4 separate regions of the Mus musculus genome follow, and regions 2, 3 and 4 are each linked to region 1. A link is a contact called in public HiChIP or PLAC-seq and promoter capture Hi-C data. All regions are on one chromosome and are shown on one strand. The core of a region is the stretch at or near the end of the contact, and the rest is flanking DNA. Distances in the headings are between cores, read along the strand shown. Region 1 holds the start of Zkscan14 (zinc finger with KRAB and SCAN domains 14). Region 2 holds the start of 1700041I07Rik (a long non-coding RNA gene). Region 3 overlaps Wasf3 (WAS protein family, member 3). Region 4 holds the start of Wasf3 (WAS protein family, member 3).

Region 1 (3,187 bases), core at 249-2,748:
ACAACTAAGCATTCACCCAAATGTCCCTCGTGCTGAGATGGAAAAACATAGCTAAAGTATAAAATGGCATTTTGTGGGGAGGATCTAAAGAATATTTTGAGATTAGCTTTTCACGAGCAGGAGAGATGAATCAGAAGAGTGCTTCCTGTTTCTCTAGAAGACTGACCTGTGTTACGTGCCCAGTACCCACATTAGGCAACATACAACAGCACGTGATTCCAGTTCCAGGGGTCTACTACCTTGTTCTGTGCTCCTTGATCACCCCTACACGTGTGGCATACACTCATACACATAGTCACACACAGGAAACAAAAATAAAAAGAAACTAGACTTTTTACACTGACAATGATTGTAGATTGTATTCTAAAAGGCACACGCGAGCTCTGTTTCAATTAAGCTAGGAATGATGGTCCACACCTTTAATCCCTGAACTTTGGAGGTACAGTAAAAGTGGATCTCTGTGAGTTAAAGGTCAGTCTGGTATAATATATAATGAGTTCAAGTCAGATAGGGACACACAGTGAGACTCTACCTTTAAGAAAAAAAAAAATCAAACTGTATCTCAAAACCAGTAATAAGTATCAAGAGTATTTATTTTTTCCAAGGTGCCTTCTCATGGACCTAACATATTCAAATATAGGGGCCATTCTCATTCAAAGTGTGTGTGTGTAGACAACCAGGCTGTATTCTCTGAATCATCACGACTGGGCACGCGGGCACGTTAATGCAGATGCCTAGAACATGGCATCAGATCACTTGAAGCTAGAGCTACAGATGGTTGTGAGCCCCCTCTATATGGGGTCCTGGGAACTGAGTTCATTCTCTGGAAGAGCAGCTCAGGGTCTTAAACACTAAGCCATCTCTCTGGTGCCATGCAGAGTCCACTCGAGTCTCACCTGCGGAGAGGCCCGATCCAGTGCTCTTTGCAGAGTCCGCGCCAAGGCCGCAGCCTCCTCCCCACTTTCAGGGCTGTGGTCCCGCACGTAGGCCTGGAGCTCCTGGGGCAGGATGGTGAGGAATTGCTCCAGCACCAACAGCTCCATGATCTGCTCCTTGGAGAGCAGCTCGGGCCTCAGCCACCTCCGACAGAGCTCCCAAAGTCGGCTCAGCGCCTCCTCAGGGCCGGCCACTTCCTGGTAGCGCAACTGCCTGAATTGTTTTCGAGAAGTTTCGGGGTTCTGCCAATCTCCGGAACCGGAGGACTCCTGATTCCCCGGAGAGTCCTCCTCCACCTTCACCGTACAAAGCCCAGCACCGAGAGGTGGCGGGACGACCCCAGAGCCTGCAGCCATTGGAGCCTCTGGACCGTCCAGGTCGAGCTTGTTTTCTAGAAGAGCAAAGCCCAATGACTTCACGGACCTTTTCTGAAACCGAGGCGGAGTGCTACCCTCTTCCAAAAACGAGGCCCAGAAAAGGCCACTACGGACACAGCACACACGCGAACCCGGTCTTCTCAGTTCTCATTTCGGCAGGTGACAGAAAAACAAACCGAAGCGGAAGTGCGTAATTAACCCCGCCTCTGGGAAGAGGCCTCGCCTGCGTAAGGTCTTTCTAAGCGCCCTGGAGGACTAAGATGCATCTCTATGGTTCGCCTTTCTTATTTTACTAAAGGGGCCGCAGGCCACGTCATGACAGTCATGACAGATTGGATGGATGGATGGATGGATGGATGGATGGATGGATGGATGGATGGATGGATGGATGGATGGATGGATGGATGGATGGATGGATGGATTAGATAGATAGGGGGTCCTACACAGAGAAAAAAATTGTCTTGAAAAAAATAAATATAAATAAATAAATTTTAAAAAAAAGATGGATTGGTGAGATGGTTCAGCGGTTAAAGACACAGGCTGCTCTTTTAGAGGATCTAGGTTTAATTACTGGCTCCCACAACATGGTGCAGGTCAAACAGCCATAAATAAAGTAAAACTATATCTATATCTACATCTATCTATCTATATACACATGTATATTTTTCTTTTAATTACTTAAAAATTGTTTTTGACTCTTTGAGACAGGGTTTTTTTGTATAGTCCCGGCTATGGAAACTAGCTCTGGGAACTAGACTGGCCTCGAACTCACAGAGATCTGCCTGCCTCTGCCTCCCCAGTTCTGGATTTAAAACCTTGTGCCACAACAGACAGGTAAAATAAATAAATCACGTTAAACCAAAACCAAAAACACCCCAGAGAACCAGAGTTTAGTTCTGACACCACAGGAACAAGCACACTTACTCTAATCCCAAGAGATCTGACTGCCCTCTTCTGGCATCCTGTGGCCAGTAGGCACACTTGTGATGCATAGATATAATTCAGGCAAGACACTGTACACGTTAAAAAACAAAAAACTCCATCACTCAGGAGGCAGAGGCAGGAAAATCTCTCAGTTTGAGGCCAGCCTGGTCTAGAGAGAAATTCTAGGGTAGCCAGGGTTACATAGAGAAACCCTGCCTGAAAAAACAAACAAATAATTTGAAGTGCATTAGTGGCACACACCTTTAATTTCAGAACTCAGAAGGTAGAGGCAGGCGGGTCTCTGTGAGTTCTAGGGAAGCCTGGCCTACGAGAGTTCCGGGCCAGCCAGAGGCCAGAAAGAGGGCATCGGATACCCTAGAACTAGAATTACTGAAGGTTGTGAACCACAGGAGTGATTTAGAGTGAGATGGCCCGCTAGACAGTCCCGGGTACACCTCAAAATACAGTTTGCTTCAGTCGTGGATTTGAGAGATGCCCTTCCCTCCGCCCCCAGTGTTGTGACCTTAGTTCTGTAACTAGGTCTTCCACTGATGGCAGGGGTTGCAATTCCACGGTAGTCTGTTTTGGTGGGCCCCTGAAGTGTGACAACAGGTTCTCTGATACTACCAGTATTCGAAGGACTTGGAAAATGATGAAAACGCCTCAAGAGAGGGGTAGATAATTTAAAATGGGATTTACAATTTAGGGTAACAGGCTTTAAGCAAAACTTCTGTCTTCAAACTATTGTTTCTCCCCAGCCGCCTGGCTGCCATGCTCTGGGCGCATCTTTCAGCTTTTCAGCCGATACAGCAACAGGCGCTTTTTTCCCTCTGCTGCATTCGTTTTGTTTGTTTTGTTTTTCTCTTTTTTTCTTCCTTTTTCTCTCTCTTTCTTCCCTCTGCTGCATTCGTTTTGTCTCTTTCTTTCCCTTCCTTCCTTCCTTCCTTCCT
Region 2 (3,187 bases), core at 307-2,806, 1.6 Mb after region 1:
CAACCTCAGTCCACACCTCGAGTCCCCAAGTCCCCAACCCCAGTCTGCAGCCCTTACCCCCAACCCCGTCCCTGAGCCCCCAGGCCCTAGTCCCCAGCCACAGTCCCCGAGTCCCCGGTGCCCAGACCCAGAGCTCCCCGTCCTCAACTGCGACCCCGTGGTCAGGACCCAACCCCGAGCCCCGGTCGGTCCTATCCCCAGTGTCCCGGCCCCGCCTGCCGTGTCCAGCACGCCTTCCCCGCGGCCACTCGGCCCCGCGCCCGGTCCGCCCGCACACGACCAGGCCCGCGGGCGGCGCCTCGAAGGCGGGGACCGGCCCCCCGGGCCGCGCTGCCGCCGCACCTACCATGGTACAGATGGAGGCGAATTTGGAGACTGTCATTAGGATTTCCATCCGCCCGGCGCCATCTTCCAGACAGTCGCGGCGGGCGGGGGACGCGGGGAGCCGGGCCGCCCGCTCGCTCCGCAGCCCGCGGCCGCACCCGGAGCCGCCGCCGACCCACGCTTCTAGCCTGCTGGGCCGCCGCTGCCGTCGTCGCCGCGGGCGCTCAGGCTTCCTCCGGCCCAGCCCCCGCCCGCCGGCCGCCCGCCCGCCCCCGGCTCCGCCCCGGCGCACGGCGCAGCCGCCGCCTCAGGGCCCGCGCCTGCCCGGGAAGCCGCTCACAGCACACCCCGCCCAGCGCGCTGGGGAGAGAGCTCCGCGCAGGCCCTACCGCCCCGACGACCGGGCAGCGTCCTTCCGCCCCGCCCGCCTCCGGCGCCGCCACGCCCACCGCAGCTGTGCCACGCCCATGGTGCCCCGCCCTCCCACGGGGGGGGGGCGAGCTTGGGGAGGACGGCTCCACCCAGTGCGCGTTGGGGCGGGGCGAGACCCGTGCCGCGTTCCTCCTGCAGATGGGTCCTAGCGCCGACGTGAAGCACCTACCTTAGCTTGCAAGAGCGGGTCTTTAGGGGATCGAGCCTTTGCTCTGCGGCGTCTGTGACATCAAGCAGCCTTTAGAGCGACTGACAGTCAGTTGAAACAGAAGACGGAGACCATATCTGGGAAACTGGATGGGTTGGAAGGCAACCCCGCCAGAGTCCCAAGCACTTGGATGTTTTTCTGGGGTGAATCATCTGGGCCTAATTCCCTAAGAAAAGGCTAATTAGATAAAAAGACAAGATTTAACTCTATGAATTAGCAGTAGTGGGGGAGAAGAGGAAGGGGAGCCAATCCTGAAAAACAGTGGGATACCAACTTGGAATTTGTAACAGGGTGGTATGTCCCAAGTAAGAAGCCGAAGCCAATGTGTGAGGAGCACATAGACCGTGTTAGCTAGTGGATGAACGCTTCCTATTTTCTACCGGCAGAAAATTCATAAAACTTCATAAATTACTACTTTAAAAAGCCTGTGATTTGTTTTGATTGGTGATCTGAGGGTAGGACCTTTTCTGCCTTCCACCCAACTCCCCACCACACCGGGTCTGTGGAACTTGGGGCCTAAATTCCGACGAAAGCTCTAAAATCTGATAAGCCTCACTTCATAGTCCAAAGCATTCAAAAGACCGAGAATTTGAACAAAATTTAGTCGAGAAACAGATTTCTGGTACATGAATACTGTTTCCATAGCAATTCCATTGTAAGCGTTGGGGGAGGGGAACACCCACTGAATACAGCTAAGTATTCTGGCAGCTGCTTATTCTCCAGGTATCTACCTTCGTAGTGGCTAGGCCTCCCGCTTTTCTGTAGATACCACGGCAGGGGCTTGGACTCTGGTTTACACCAGTTCAGATCTATGCAATGTTTGTCGCGTTGCTCGCCACTCTAGACTCCACAAGCATAGAGCATGGTCGTACAACATCTATATTTTAAAGGTAAGGATGGGAGCTGGACATATGGCTTAGTTGGCGAAGTGTTTGTGTAGGTGTTCTGAGGTTTCATATCCTCAGCTGAAGTGCTAATCCTACTATGGTAAGGTCATCCTCAGCTATTTAATGAGTTCAAGACCAGCCTGGATCACTTGAGTCCTTGTCCCCAAAAAAATAAATGAATGAAAAGCCAGTCACAGGGAATTGTGACATGCACCTACAATCCCAGCATAGGAAACAGAGAAAGGTGAGTCTCTGTGAGTTCAAGGGCAGCCTGGACTAAATAGCAAATCTACAGATCAGCCAGATCTATGCAGGGAGACCTGGCCTCAAAAATAAATAAAAGAGAATAAACAGCACATGTATGAAATTGTCAAAAAGAAATTAGCAAAAGCCAATGAGTAATTAATTAAAATGTTGAGCAAATAAAACCCTCCAGCTGTCAGTGTGCCGCCTCAGAATTCCTGTCATAGGCTAGGTAGTCTGCTGGATAAGGTTTCATTTTTAAGCTTTATTATTTTTACTTTATGTGTATGGGTGTTTTGCTTGCTCACATGCGTACAGTGTCCGCGGAGGCCAGAAGAAGGCATCAGATCCTCCTGGAACTGGAGTTGTAGAAGGTTGTGAGACCAGATGGATGCTGGGAACCCTTTGAATGCTCTAAGCGTAAACCTTCCAATAACCCCAGAGATCCATCATGCCAGGCTTGTTTTCTAATTGAAGAAGTATAGCATTCATCATTGCACCCCTAGTGAGTGCAGGGCCTGGGTCTATACACACACAGCACAGGCTCTGTCCCTGAAATCTGACGTCTCTCCCTACCTCTCCCAATGAGTCAACCTCTTTGGTTGCATTAATAATGTGGTCTAGCTGTTCAGATAGTAGATGTCAATCAAAATAGCCATAGTTCTAACTCAAGTCTATGTTGGAAATTGTCTTAGGGTTTCCATTGCTCTGAAGAGACACCATGACCAAGGCAACATTCTTATAAAGGACAACATTTAATTGGGCCTGGCTTATACTTTCAGAGGTTCAGTCCATTGTCATCATGATAAAAAGCATGGCAGCATGCAAGCAGACATGGTGCTGGAGAAGGAGCTGAGAGTTCTATATCTTCATCTGAAGACAGCCTGGAGGGAAATCTCCACACTGGGTGGAGCTTGAGCACTAGGAGACCTCAAAACCCGCCTACACAGGGCCACACCACCTCCAAGAAGGCCACACCTCCTCATAGTGCCACTTACCATAGGCCAAGCATATTCAACTCGCCACAGGAATGGAACCCAGGACCTAATTTAGGCTTAGACAAGTGTTAAACCACTGAGTTACACTCCCAGTG
Region 3 (3,187 bases), core at 514-3,013, 1.2 Mb after region 1:
ATACATGATTATTATTAGAGTGTAGGGAGTTTAAAAAATATATAATATGTTGATATATGTGCCACAACTCTCTTTCTGTCTCTGTCTCTCTCTGTCTCTCTCTCTTTCTATATATGTATGTATATGTATATAAAAACAAAAACTAGCCCTGAAGAGTAAGTGTGAAAAATTGAAGGCAAGGTCAGTTTAGTGACCCCTCAAGTGTTTATTTGCCTAAGTAGGAGTGAGCTGCTGAAGGAGGGGCTCTTGATGCTATTGTATGTTTTTATTGATCAGAGCATGTGTTACAGCAAAATAAAGCCAAATTTGCCCATTGTATTGTACTGTGTGCCTCTGGCTTCCATTTCCTTATATTGCATGAGGCTGGACTATTTCTTGGAATATCTTGGATTATTTGGAATATCTATTTTCCAAATAATCAGTTGGTGTATATTTAATTTAATTAATTAGTTATTGAGACAGGGTCTCATTTAGAAGTCCTGACTGGAATCCACAGAGGTTTGCCTCTTGAATGTTGGGATTAAAGGTATATACCACCATGTGCAACAGGTATTGACTTTTTCTCTTCTCTTTTCTTTTCTCTTTTCTTTTCTTCTTTCTTCCTTTCTTCCCTTTTCTTTCTTTCTTTCTTTCTTTCTTTCTTTCTTTCTCTCTCTCTTTCTTTCTTCCCTTTTCTTTCTTTTTTTCTTTCTTTCTTTCTCTCTCTCTCTCTCTCTCTTTCTTTCCTCTTTCTTTCTTTCTTTCTTTCTTTCGTTCGTTTGTTCGTTCGTTAGTTTAGATAGTGTGTCTTGTAGTCCAGGTTGCCCTGAAACTGCTAGCTTCCTGCTCCTCCCGCCCCACGGAGTGCCGGACTTGTGGGCACAACAGACATAGCCTGTTAGGTAGACGGTTACTTGGTTTCTTTTTGCTTTGTGACTAGATGGGTGAGCTATACTGATTCAGGTTTGGAAAAGCAGCATGGATATAGCTTATTTGTTCTGCTGGGGTCTTCAGTGCTAATCATGGTTAATCTCAGGATTGACAACTCCCAGCTTTGAAACAAGGGAGGGCAAACCAGAGCCCCTCTCCTGCTCAGTGACATACTTCCTCCAGCAAGGCCACTCTTTTAAACCTCCCCAAAGAGTACCACCAGCTGGGAACCAGGAGCTGATGGGGGGCATTCTTATTTAAACCACCACGTGGTGGTCCCTGACCTGGTGTTCTGTTGGGAAATGTCTTGATTGATAAGTGTCAAATTTCACCACAAATAGCACTCAGAAGAAAGGGACCACTGTGCGCTGCAGAAAGTGACTTGTATGGACAATCTCCTACTATGGTGGAAAGATCTGGCTTGCTGTGGCATCTACAGCAGATGCATTTGTGAGATGTCTTGCTCTTTGGGGTGTTGCTGAATGGTAAGAATAAAGAGGATTACCTTAATGATTCGTTAGACTGGCTTGTCAGTGTATGCTTGTCAGTGTATGCTCAGTAGAGTGTGGCTTTCCCTCTGCATATGTCTGAGCAGCCACTGTAGGATCTGCAGAGACAAACCTGCAGAGATGAGGGCTAGTTTTGCTCTTTTAAGGCAGGTCTCTAGGTTCCTAGAAAATAGAATGAAATGCCAGATATGTTTTCCACTTTTATTTTTAAGCAACTAGTTAGTGAGCACTGGAGACATGTGACTGAGCAACATATTAACAAGTTCCCGCCCCATCCCACCCTGCTCAGCAGTCAGAGGGGGAAGTCTCATGGGAGAACCAGGCAGAGGAGGCACTGCAGAGAGGAAGCTCACAGGTGGCAACAGAGGAAGAGGGACATTCTCCTGAGACAGTTTTCATTGCGGTGTGTGTGTGTGTGGGGGGTGTGGAAGTGGGGACGGGGTGGGGTGGGGATGGGGTGGGGGGGTGTCAGAGCAGGTAGTGTTTAAGCAGTGCCATGAAGGAAGTGGGATGCGGGTTAGGGAAGAACATTCCAGGGGAGACTGCATTGAAATCTGAGTCCTATGGGCTGGAGAGATGGCTCAGAGGTTAAGAGCACTGACTGCTCTTCCAAAGGTCCTGAGTTCAAATCTCAGCAACCACATGTTGCTCTCTTCCCTCCTGGGTGTCTGGAGCCCTTTGCCCCTCCCTCGCCTGTCTTCTTTATACATTCATGGTTCTGCACCTGACACTGTCGTTCACTATTGATGACATTCATCTCAGATTCCATTCTGCACGCCCAGCCCACCATGAATCCTTCACTGAGCCTTTGGTGATGGTCGTGCAGAGCGTGGCCCAGATGCCTTGACTGACTGTCCCTATCCGAGATTCCGCTACCATGGAGACCCCTGGGGAGGAGCTGTCTAGCAGTGTTCATTGAACTGGTGACGGGAACTCGCGGTGCTCTGAGATCCTGACTTGCCTGTGGCTTCCTTCCTCGGCAGATGCCCAGGGTTTTCATTTGTACTGTGGGTCTGCTCAGTTTTGGTTGACCAGAAAATGTCTTATTTTGCCTTCTTCTAAACAACAACAACAACAACACTTTTATTTTACAATAATTATATTCTCACAGAAAATTGCCCCCTCCTCGTATTTATACTCTTCCATCTAGTTTTTGCCAAGGCTCTCCAAGGATGACATCCTTCATAATTTGTATAATATATTAGCTGCTGAGCCATCTCTCCAGTCTCAAATATGTTTCATGTTCTCTTTAACATGAAACAAAACACCCTTCAGGTCTCTTGAGGTGGTTATATCCATTTTGTGTGTGTGTATATATATATATATATATATATATATATATATATAATTGCTGGCTAGTATGTATTTCATTATATGGCCTGTCTAACTGTTCATCCAAATAGCCTTTTGGTATTAGCAGTAAAGCTGAAACCAACCTTCACATAAGGTTTTTGTGTAATTACAAATATTTGTTTCCCTGGGATGAACACCCTTGGGCATGATCGCTAAGCCTGTGAGCAGTAAGTAGATATTTGGTTTTGTGTGACCTGACTGAATTATTTCCTAGGCTGACTGTGCTGTTTCCACTCACGCCAGAAGAGTGAGTAGTCCATTGTTTTTGGATTCTCATCAGCACGTATTGTTGTCAATGTTTTATTGCAAATGTTCCATCGTATGTATAATGTTAATCTCATTTTGGTTTTTGCACTTTCCTGTGGCTAGTCATGGTCACTGTCATTAAAGCTGTTCATTTGCCATCCACATATATA
Region 4 (3,187 bases), core at 201-2,700, 1.2 Mb after region 1:
GTGTGGCCTTGTTAGAGGAGGTGCATCTCCTCGCTGTGGGGGTGGGTTTGAGGTCCTATGCTTAAGCTCCACCCAGGGCTGAAGAGAGCTCCTCCTGGCTGCCTGCAGAAGACAGAGTCTCATCCTGGCTGCCTTCAGATCAAGATGTAGAACTCTCAGCTTCCTTTCTAGCACCACGTCTGCCGGGATGCTGCCATGCTTCCTGCCATGATGATAACGGACTAGACCTCTGACACAGCCATCCAGCCCCAGTTAAACATTTGCTTTTATAAGAGTTGCCTTGGTCGTGGCGTCTCTTCACAGCGATGACACCCTAACAAAGACACCAACAGTAAGTTATATGTACTACATACTCTGTTTGACACAGTACAAGGTATCTCACTGGACATAAGCAGAGAATAAACTGAGTTTGTCAGGGAACTGGGATCTAAAAGGAAGTGACCCGATGCAGCAAGTGTCAACACTCCAGAGCCGCACCATTAAGGGTCACGGCATGTTCAGAGTTAAGTAAGTCTAGAGGCAGCTCAGGTAAGGCAAGGGGGACTGAAGTGAGAGGACTCAGTAAATGTGACTAGCAACCACAAGAAAGGCAGTCTGGATACTCCTGTATCTTCAGATTTTTGTGTCCTCCATCAATGACCTGAATGTACGTAAATACGTATGGTAGCTGCTTCCCTGGGTAAGAGCAGACGAAAAGGAGGAGAGGCAGTTGTAATTTGAATGTCAAGTTGTCTTTGGGCTGGGCATAAATATATCCCCGTGTCAGTGTTTATAATACTGGAGAGCTGACGTCTTGTTTACCTGTATATTCCAAATTGCTATGATATGGAAAGCGAGGATAGAGCTCTAAAAATCCCTTGAAAGCAGTGCAGATTTTGTGAACGGTGCGTGTTTTTTTCTGCTATCTTTGTGTCAGTGTGAACTCTGCTAAAATGTCTACCAACTGTTAGGCATTTACTACTGGCTTGTTTATCACGTCTTAAAGACCACCCGAATCAGTTTTCTTGAGCTTTTTAAATATAGCTTTCTATTTTGTGATTCGATTTGTAAATAAAGACAGAGGACATGTGTAACATTCGTGTTTTGATGCAGTAAAGCTCATTTCCTTTGGAACTTAGGAGAACACGCTATCTTCTCCCCCCCCCCCCCCGCAACCCCCACTTTCTCCTGGTCTTGTTTATTTTTGCCTCAGTTATCCCGCACTACCGGAGACCAGGATAAGTTGGTGGTTCAAGACTACCCTATTTAATAGGCTGTGTGTCTCGTAGGTGGGGAGAATAGGATTTGGAGACGGTGAAGACCAAGGGAAGAGGAATCTGAACATGAAAAAGATGGAGGGTTTTTGAACCTCCAGGGGTTAATGCCAACTGATGACAGGGCTATAATCCTATCAGGCTTGGGTGAATCCCCAGCCCTGCACCGTGTCCGAGGACATACAGGTAGGTAGACAGCCCTGTGTTACCAGGGGCCTCAAGATCCAGGTGAAGGGTAAGCTACAGGTGGGGATCCGAGGGGTCTGCAGATAGAGGAGGTACCCAGGCCCCTTGGTTACCCACCTTGGAGGAGGAGGCCTGAGGATGCGCCGCCTTCTCCGCAACGCCCCGCCCCCGCAGCGCCTACGCTGCCCTCTCCCGTTGGCTCTCCATTGGCCGCAGAGCTCGCCAATCCAGCCCCCTGGCCGTGAAGGGGGCGTGGCCGCGCGGTGCCGGGCCGGGGGCCGCGTCTGTCGCCGCTGCGCGCTGCGGTGCGGGCGGCAGGACGATGAAGCCGGGAGCGCGGCGCGGTGAGTGCGGCTGTGGTCCTTCCCAGGCTCCGGGCCGACCTCCGGGGGACGCGGGGCGGGATTCCGGGGGTGCCGCGCTCGGGCTGCCGACCTGCCCTGGTCCCTCCCGGCCGCAGGTGGCGCCGCATCCTCCTTGCGCATCCTTCATCCCGATTGCTCCCGTCCCGCGTGCGGCCTGGCCTGCGCTGGGGTCCTGCGGGCCGCGTGCACCGAGGCTCCGGCTGCTCCCGGCCTGGTCCATGGCGCAGCCTCCCGGACAGCTCATCTTTCCCCCCTCTGGCTTTGGTACTTCCCAGCAAATGCCGGTTTTCCCTCTTGGTTTGGCCTCTCTGCAGTGGAGAGCAGAGTTCTTAATTATTGAGAAACTATGGGATAGGCCTGGGGTTAAAGGTAGCCGGTCATCTTCTTGGCTGATGTTTAGAGGAATAGGAATTTTTAAAAATCATTTAGGGACTGGTTTTGATATGGTGATTATCTCCTAGCAGTAATTTTTTTTTTTTTTGAGTTTTCAAAAGCCGAAGGTTAGAAAGGGTCCTTTTTATTTCGCATCGAAGCTCTTAAATTCAAATGCCTAATGGGGTATGACATTTTGACTTTTAAGATTCTGAACGCACGTTTTTGTAAGGGAGGGAGGCCGACTATTTGAAATGTTTTCCATTTTGAAAGTTTGGCTTGTCTAAAACTGCGAAAATACCTGCGACTCTACAGCAAACCGAGTTCAGAGTACTTGACTTGTTTCGCTGTCTCGTCTAGGGCAAATTCTCCTGGGCACGGACTGTTTTTGTGTATGCTTTACCAAACTTTCCTATTCAAGCAGCGAGACAATGCAGGCAGTGGCTCTTTTCAGTCCGTCCTTTCATCTGCTTGAGAGGTTAAACCGGAGCGAGCTGGTTTGACCTTTCCCAAAGGCAGTTAAAGATCATGTCTTCTCTGCTTCCTTCTCCCAGGGTTCGGATAGCTGTCTTGTAGCGCTCAGTTTCCTGAATTTAAAAGCTCCGCTGAGTTGATTTTAAGAAAGTTGTGCTGTTTTAGATGTTCAAAGCTCACTGGATTGCAAAGGCGACTTACCGCTTGGACCCGTATACCAAACAGAACCTTGCTCTAGATCTGCCTGTAAATGTTACATCTGCACAGTGACACTGCTTTCTTGCATTGCTGGATCTGTTTGCTTATATTTTATAGTCTTATTGCCATTGATGGATGCTAGTAATTTCAAAAATTGAAAATAAAGCTGGAACACACTTTGCTAGGTGATTGTGCCAGTTGACCTCCCACCCCTATCCATCATCAGTGTGTCTGTGTAGACATATTTTAGAGTTTTCACAGACACTTCTATGTTGACAAGCCACAAGCATTTTTTTTAATTATTTATTTATTTTTTTTGGCTATTAAGATGCTTGGATG

Evidence for each region. Promoter capture Hi-C pulls out the DNA fragments that hold promoters and counts their contacts. HiChIP or PLAC-seq counts read pairs in DNA pulled down with a chosen protein or histone mark.
Region 2: an H3K4me3 HiChIP or PLAC-seq map of embryonic forebrain shows a contact between it and region 1, with 8 times the contacts expected there. The contact joins the promoter of 1700041I07Rik here to the promoter of Zkscan14 in region 1. A contact is called at or near these places in 4 of 39 promoter capture datasets (cranial neural crest, embryonic stem cells, frontonasal cranial neural crest and 1 more) and 2 of 115 datasets of contacts at active chromatin or transcription factors (embryonic forebrain and large pre-B cells).
Region 3: a promoter capture Hi-C map of embryonic stem cells shows a contact between it and region 1, with 9 times the contacts expected there. The contact joins the enhancer-like site here to the promoter of Zkscan14 in region 1. A contact is called at or near these places in 7 of 39 promoter capture datasets (cranial neural crest, embryonic stem cells, frontonasal cranial neural crest and 2 more), 4 of 115 datasets of contacts at active chromatin or transcription factors (astrocytes and embryonic stem cells) and 1 of 9 other capture datasets (embryonic stem cells).
Region 4: a contact with region 1 is called in an H3K27ac HiChIP or PLAC-seq map of embryonic stem cells, with 7 times the contacts expected there. The contact joins the promoter of Wasf3 here to the promoter of Zkscan14 in region 1. A contact is called at or near these places in 7 of 39 promoter capture datasets (cranial neural crest, embryonic stem cells, frontonasal cranial neural crest and 3 more), 1 of 484 Hi-C or Micro-C datasets (embryonic stem cells) and 3 of 115 datasets of contacts at active chromatin or transcription factors (astrocytes and embryonic stem cells).

The regions. Positions count from the first base shown.
Region 1 is chr5:145,200,384-145,203,570 of GRCm38.p6, forward strand. It overlaps Zkscan14 (zinc finger with KRAB and SCAN domains 14), which reads right to left and starts at 1,499. Exons shown (of 3, transcript NM_023322.2): 1 at 897-1,499. The coding sequence starts at 1,292.
Region 2 is chr5:146,794,269-146,797,455 of GRCm38.p6, forward strand. It overlaps 1700041I07Rik (a long non-coding RNA gene), which reads left to right and starts at 1,557. Exons shown (of 2, transcript XR_377208.4): 1 at 1,557-1,854. Usp12 (ubiquitin specific peptidase 12) reads right to left here and starts at 688. Exons shown (of 9, transcript NM_011669.3): 1 at 347-688. The coding sequence starts at 394.
Region 3 is chr5:146,402,953-146,406,139 of GRCm38.p6, forward strand. The region is part of intron 1 of Wasf3 (WAS protein family, member 3); the gene reads left to right. Among named protein-coding and RNA genes, the nearest start is that of Wasf3, 20 kb to the left of the region's middle. Within about 2 kb of position 1,764, at least 5 of the 459 cell types and tissues checked have an H3K27ac peak or open chromatin away from gene starts, as enhancers often do. A contact at or near this core is called in embryonic stem cells, where this site is marked.
Region 4 is chr5:146,383,556-146,386,742 of GRCm38.p6, forward strand. It overlaps Wasf3 (WAS protein family, member 3), which reads left to right and starts at 1,451. Exons shown (of 10, transcript NM_145155.3): 1 at 1,451-1,783.